Regions from separate parts of the Canis lupus genome. Here region 2 is linked to region 1. Evidence: chromatin contacts called from public Hi-C data. All regions are on one chromosome and are shown on one strand. Each heading gives the region's core, a stretch centred on a gene start, on an enhancer-like site or on the middle of the called end of the contact. The rest is flanking DNA. Distances are from core to core; before and after follow the strand shown. Region 1 holds the start of BTG1 (protein BTG1). Region 2 has its middle 130 kb from the start of TRNAK-CUU.

Evidence for each region. Hi-C and Micro-C count contacts between places; a contact is called where the count stands out from the background.
Region 2: a contact with region 1 is called in a Hi-C map of blood, with 2.4 times the contacts expected there. The contact joins the enhancer-like site here to the promoter of BTG1 in region 1. A contact is called at or near these places in 2 of 9 Hi-C or Micro-C datasets (amygdala and blood).

What each region holds. Positions count from the first base shown.
Region 1 is chr15:32,950,156-32,953,007 of UU_Cfam_GSD_1.0, reverse strand. It overlaps BTG1 (protein BTG1), which reads left to right and starts at 1,499. Exons shown (of 2, transcript XM_038558635.1): 1 at 1,499-1,970; 2 at 2,767-2,852. The coding sequence starts at 1,823.
Region 2 is chr15:33,162,515-33,165,366 of UU_Cfam_GSD_1.0, reverse strand. No RefSeq gene overlaps it. Among named protein-coding and RNA genes, the nearest start is that of TRNAK-CUU, 130 kb to the right of the region's middle. Within about 2 kb of position 1,401, at least 6 of the 20 cell types and tissues checked have an H3K27ac peak or open chromatin away from gene starts, as enhancers often do. A contact at or near this core is called in blood, where this site is marked.

The DNA.
Region 1 (2,852 bases), core at 250-2,749:
GTAGTATAAGGGGTTTCACGTCCTCAATGAATGACCATGATCTTTATTTTTAAGCACAGTTCTATCTGAAAAGTCCTGGAAGGACACAGAGGTACTTCATTTACCATTATTTTTGATGCATTCGTCCAAAGAAAATTAGGACGTTCCCATGTAACTAATTACTGTGTATGGATGAATAAACAATCTCAAGGGTGTTCCTTCAAACCCAGTTTTACGTGTTCCATTTAAACAATAAATGTCTTCTCCCTCCGCTTTGCAACATCCTCCTTTTGCTTCATTTCTATACCCGCTGGCTCAGTACTTAAAAACACAGACACACACACACACACACAACTCCAAGTGGTGTGTTTTGCAATATTGATGACCAACTCAACTCAGGATATTTATTTCCATCTGGTGGAGTCCAACTTCTGCCTCTTGTTTGCTTCCTCCATCTGCCGGGACTCACCATCTCCCTTTTTCTGCCCCCTCCTCCTTAACCGAGTCAGGCTTAACCCTCTCCTGGGCTTAATCATTTTAGCAGGCTCAGCCCTAGTACAACAGTCCTTTTTTTTTTTTCTTCTTCTTTTTTTTTTTCTTTTCTAGTTTCGCCAGTAGGGTTTCCAGTAAACTCAGATGCCTACGACTAATACTTTGACAAGCTCCAAATTCACTATTTATTTTTTTCTGTTTTTCTAATGAGCAGCAGCACTCTAAGGGCCCCACAGTTATTTGGACTGGATGGGGGGGAGGGGAGGAAGAAGAGCAGCCAACCTTTGGTTAGGGTATAAACGGTGTAAAAGGCATCATACTGCCTCCCCACCCCCCAATTCCGCTTAAACTTTACGGGCGCCGCGTCTACACGGATCTGGGGTGCCGGGCTCTGCCGGCGGCGCGGGGCCGGATTCCCCAAGGTCCGCGCTCCTCTCCTCTGCGCCCCGAAGTTACGGCGGCCGCAGCCCGACGCTGCCCTTTTCTGTATTTTGCAGTCAGACCTTTACGGAGCCTTCGCTCCGCGCCTCCCCTCCGCCTCCGCCTCCGCCTCCGCGAGCCCGTGGGCGCCCGGCCCCGACCCCGGGCGGCCGCCGCTCCTCCGGGTCCGCACCTCCGGCGCCCGCGCGCGCGGACCGGCCGAGCCCCGCCGCCCCCGGCCCCGCGCCCCGCGTCCCGCAGCCGCCCCAGCGGGGGGAGGAGCGCGGCCCGGGGCGGGGCTTTCACTCGCGCACCCGCGCTCGGCCCCCCGCCCCCGCCCCCGCCCCCCGCGTCCCGGCCCAGCCCGCCGCCGCCGCCGCCGCCGCTCGGGAGTTTATTTGTTTACAAGCGGATTACGTCAGCCCCTCCCTCTCGGCCGGGCCCCGGCCCCCGCCCCCTGCTCCCTTTGCCCGCCCCCTCCGGCTCCGAATCCGCTACGTCACAATGGTGCGATCTCCGGATTGGCTGCGGCCGGCCGTCCCCCCCCCCCCGGCTACGCCACTTCCTTTCTCGGCGCTATAAAAGCTACCGCACGGCGCCTGCATCTCTTCGCCCCTCCGAGCTGGAAATGCAACTGTCGGGAGCTTCGGAGGCTGCGGAGCTGGACGCGGAGGCGGCTGGGGAAGTCCGAGCGATGTGACCAGGCCGCCGTCGCTCGTCTCTTCCTCTCGCCTGCCGCCTCCTGTCGTGAAAATAACTTTTTTTTTTTTTTTACTATAAAGGAGAGAGAAAAAAAAAGTAGCTGCCCGCCCCTCCCGCCCTCTGTTCCTCTCAGCCCTGTGAGCCGCGAGGGAGCCCGGGGTGGCCGCTCCGCCGTCGGGGCCGCGCCGCCGAGCCCCGGCCGCCCCGGGCCGCCCCGCCCGCCGCCCCCATGCATCCCTTCTACACCCGGGCCGCCACCATGATAGGCGAGATCGCCGCCGCCGTGTCCTTCATCTCCAAGTTCCTCCGCACCAAGGGGCTCACGAGCGAGCGACAGCTGCAGACCTTCAGCCAGAGCCTGCAGGAGCTGCTGGCAGGTGAGGCGGCCGCGCCGGGCGGGCGGGGGGGCGGGGGCGCGGGCGGGAGCGGCCCGGGCCGTCGGGGCGGCCGCTAACGGCGGGTCCCGGCGAGGCCCCCGCGGCGCCCCGCGCCCCGCGCCCCGCGGCCGGCCCTCGGAGGGGAGAAGGACGGGCGCGCAACAAAGAAACTACGGCCCCCGGGCGGGAGCTGCGGCCCTCGGACGGGACAAAGGAGCTGCGGGGCTGGGGTTGCTCCGGCGCCCCCCCCCCCCCCCGGCCCGTCGTGCGCTCGGCGGCCCGGCCCGGGGTCTCCCCGCGCCCCCTCCGCGGCCCATTAATCACTGGGTTCGTCCCCGGCCGGGTTACAGCCCTGCCCGGCGCGGGGCTTAGGGCTGCTGGTTTTCCTCCCCTTCGGGGTGAACAGCCCGGCGGCGCCTCCGCCGAAGCCGTCAGGCCCATTGTGCGCGGCCGGGCCGGGCCCCCGGCTCCCGGGCCGGAGGAGGTAGAGGCTCCGCCGGGGCCGCCCCGCCGCCTCGACCGGTCGGTTCCTGGGAATGGGTTTGTCCCGCGCCCCGCGCCCCGCCGGGTGCCCTCTCCAGGCCCGCGCGCTCGCCGGCCGGCCCCGCGCACGCTCGGCCCCGCGAGGGCAACGCTGGGCATTTTTTTTTTTTTAAAAGTTGGTGGCTTCACATTTTTCACTTCTCAGAGGAGCCGGCGGAAGCGGGAAGAGGCTGCGGCGGGATGTGTAACAGTAACGATCTAAGTGTTGTTTCTCTGTTCTTTTCCTCCTCCTCCTCCTCCTGTCTTCCTATAGAACATTATAAACATCACTGGTTCCCAGAAAAGCCGTGCAAGGGATCAGGTTACCGTTGTATTCGCATCAACCATAAAATGGATCCT
Region 2 (2,852 bases), core at 152-2,651, 210 kb before region 1:
TGTTTAAGCCCAGGACCACTAAGTAGCCTTGAATAGTGAGCACACAAAGCTCTCTACTTCTGAATTCCTAGTGAATATATTTTCTGGCACATGCGCTTTCTCCGAGTTGAGAAGATAGTCAAGAACACTCAGAATTCAACAATTCTACAAGATGGAAGAATGCTGCTTGGGTGTGAAGTTTGGACTGTGGGGAGCCTGGGTGGCTTAATTAGTTGAATGTCCAACTATTGATTTCAGTCCAGGTCATGACCTCAGGGTTGAGATTGAGCCCTGAGTTTTGCACAAGAGCCTGCTTAAGATTCTCTCTCTTCCTTTCCCTCTGCTCCTCCCCCCTCTAAAAAAAAGTTTGGACTGTGTTGTTGGGTTTTTTTTTGATGAGTTATCAATGTATTACCTTCATAATATGGGGGTTGGTTATACTCCACATAATGTGTCATCAAAATTTTAGTCTTGAAATATTTGGTATGCCATTTTAAGGGGAATTCCCTCCCTCTGAATCTCCCTCTTCACTGTTGACAGTCTGGGATGAGGCAAGCTTCTCTCTTATCTTAATAAACATTAGGTTCCAAAATGAGGTCCGACCTTCACTATTAGTCTCGCCAATCAGGTTAGTCTATCTGTCTCATGGTGTGATGATGACGCCTGCAGATTTGTGTTCACTAAAATCAACTTCCCCGATCAATCAACTGTGATGACTAGTCCGTCTGAATTAGTTCCTGTAGTCATAGCCTTCATGCCAAGCACGTCGGAGCCACTGGCCTTTCCCCTAACCCTGCACACAATTCCTGTCTGTGGGAACTATAATCACCCTCCTGGAAGAGATGCTTGCTTGGCAATATGCCAGGAGGAGTTGGGCTATTTCCTTGACTTATTGGGAAATAACCCAGGTTTAAAACTTAGTTGAATCTCGGTTCAAAATCTCACTCTGCCATTTGCAAACACTTCCAGAGCCAAGTAGAGCTCAAGAAATGTTGATTTCTTTCCTTGTCTCCCTTTGTTGAGAAACAGTGCACTCCTCTTTCCAGGGGATCATTTCTGTGATGCAATCATATGTATGTTCAGTCCAACACACCCACACAGGAAGCACACGGTTATGGATTTTACTCTCTGCTGCCCTTGGTTTGTTTTCAAGAAGTCAGGATTTTAGAAACCACTCATGAGCTGTCTGTATGTCATGGCAATTTATTATCTCGCTTTTCTCCAGAATGTGAATGTTCTATTACCCCTGGCTTTCTGACGTGTAAAAAAATATATTCCTTCTTGCTCAGTCTGTGTGTTCCGATAACAAGTTTAGATGAGCATTTTCTCAATAATAAAAGAGAAGGTGACTGTCACTGGCAGTTATAAATGACCTTATTTCAGGATTCTGTTGTGCAACTCTTACCTCACTTGCCAGAGAGAGGCAGTGTGTGTCAGTGTGAGATCTCTCTACAGGGAGTCAAAACAAAAGGCAGCGCCTGACCTTGGGCACGTTCACTCATCTTCTCTGATCTTGGGTGGGTTTTTCTCTGTGAAGGGCAGATTGTGCCACGTGGCATCTCAAGTCCATTCCTCTTCTAAGATATCTGAGTCTACTTCTTGCTGATTTATAAGAAAACACATTGACTTGCCTGAAGATAAAAAGACATTAAATGGCAAATATTTAACAAGAGAACTTGTCTTTCTCAACTCTCTCTCTTTTATGTCTAAGTTATAAAATTATTATAGTGATTACTTTTTCATCACCCACCTAATCCTATAAAACACCTCTCACTATATAAATGCACATGGCCTATTTTCCTGTAGCAATTACTCATTTCGCTCATGGGAATTGGGTCTTTGCTAAAGGCTGGTAAGGAAGGGTGCTAGTTTTTTGCTAGCAGACTTTGTTTTTGTCTCTGGGCAAAGGTTTACTGTGGCTGAGACCAACTCAGCATCATTATTGTCTTCCCCTAAGGGAGAATTACCAACTACTGTTTAGGGGCTCTAAACACTAGTGACATGTGCCATGAAAATGGGAGAGAAGGGAAGTAACATTTATGAGTAGGAATAAATGAGACATAGTAGATTCTCTTTATTGTACTTCTCATATATTGCTCAGTGTTAACTAGAAAATTTCATGTAGTGATCTCATTTCTTCTCTTTTACACTTATGATGATCCTTCAGAGCAAATCTTAAACTTCTTTTATAATTGAGAGCATGGGGTTTCAGAGATGTTAGTAAATTTCCCACGGTCACTTAGGTCTCTGGAAAACAAAGCCTGTGCTAATTTGTGTGATCTCTGCCAAGAACTCCTACATGTGTCTAAAGCAGGTAAAGAGAAAACTGTTCCAGGATGTGGAGAAACCCCAAAATGACCAGCACCACTGAAGCAACCCTGCCAAAATGGTGTATTCTGTAGTTGCAAAGCTCCAAGAAGGGACCTCATGAACCTGGAAATAACTACTGAAAGATTCAACACTCCTATATCAAGTGGGTTTTAAATCCTTTTCCCCAGTAGAATCACAGAAGATGGACATAAATTCAGATGTATTCATCATGGAAACGATTGATCGAACTCATTATGTTCCTGGGTCTGTACCAAATACCTCACTAGCACTATTTTATTTACCTAGACAATGCCCCAGGAGATGGTGATTACTCTCCTACATAGACGTGCGCACTGAGAATTATGAAGAGGTATCACTTACCCAAGTGGCATGACTTGGGAGGGTTGGAATCCAGGTCTATATGAATCTAAAGCAAAATGATACTATTGACTAGTTGATAGTGCCTCTGCACTGAGGAGAAGAACAAGACTCAGGGAGTCCTGTTCTCTCCCTCCCCTGGGTCTGCACTTCTATATGGTAACTTTAAGAACTTGTGAGAATCA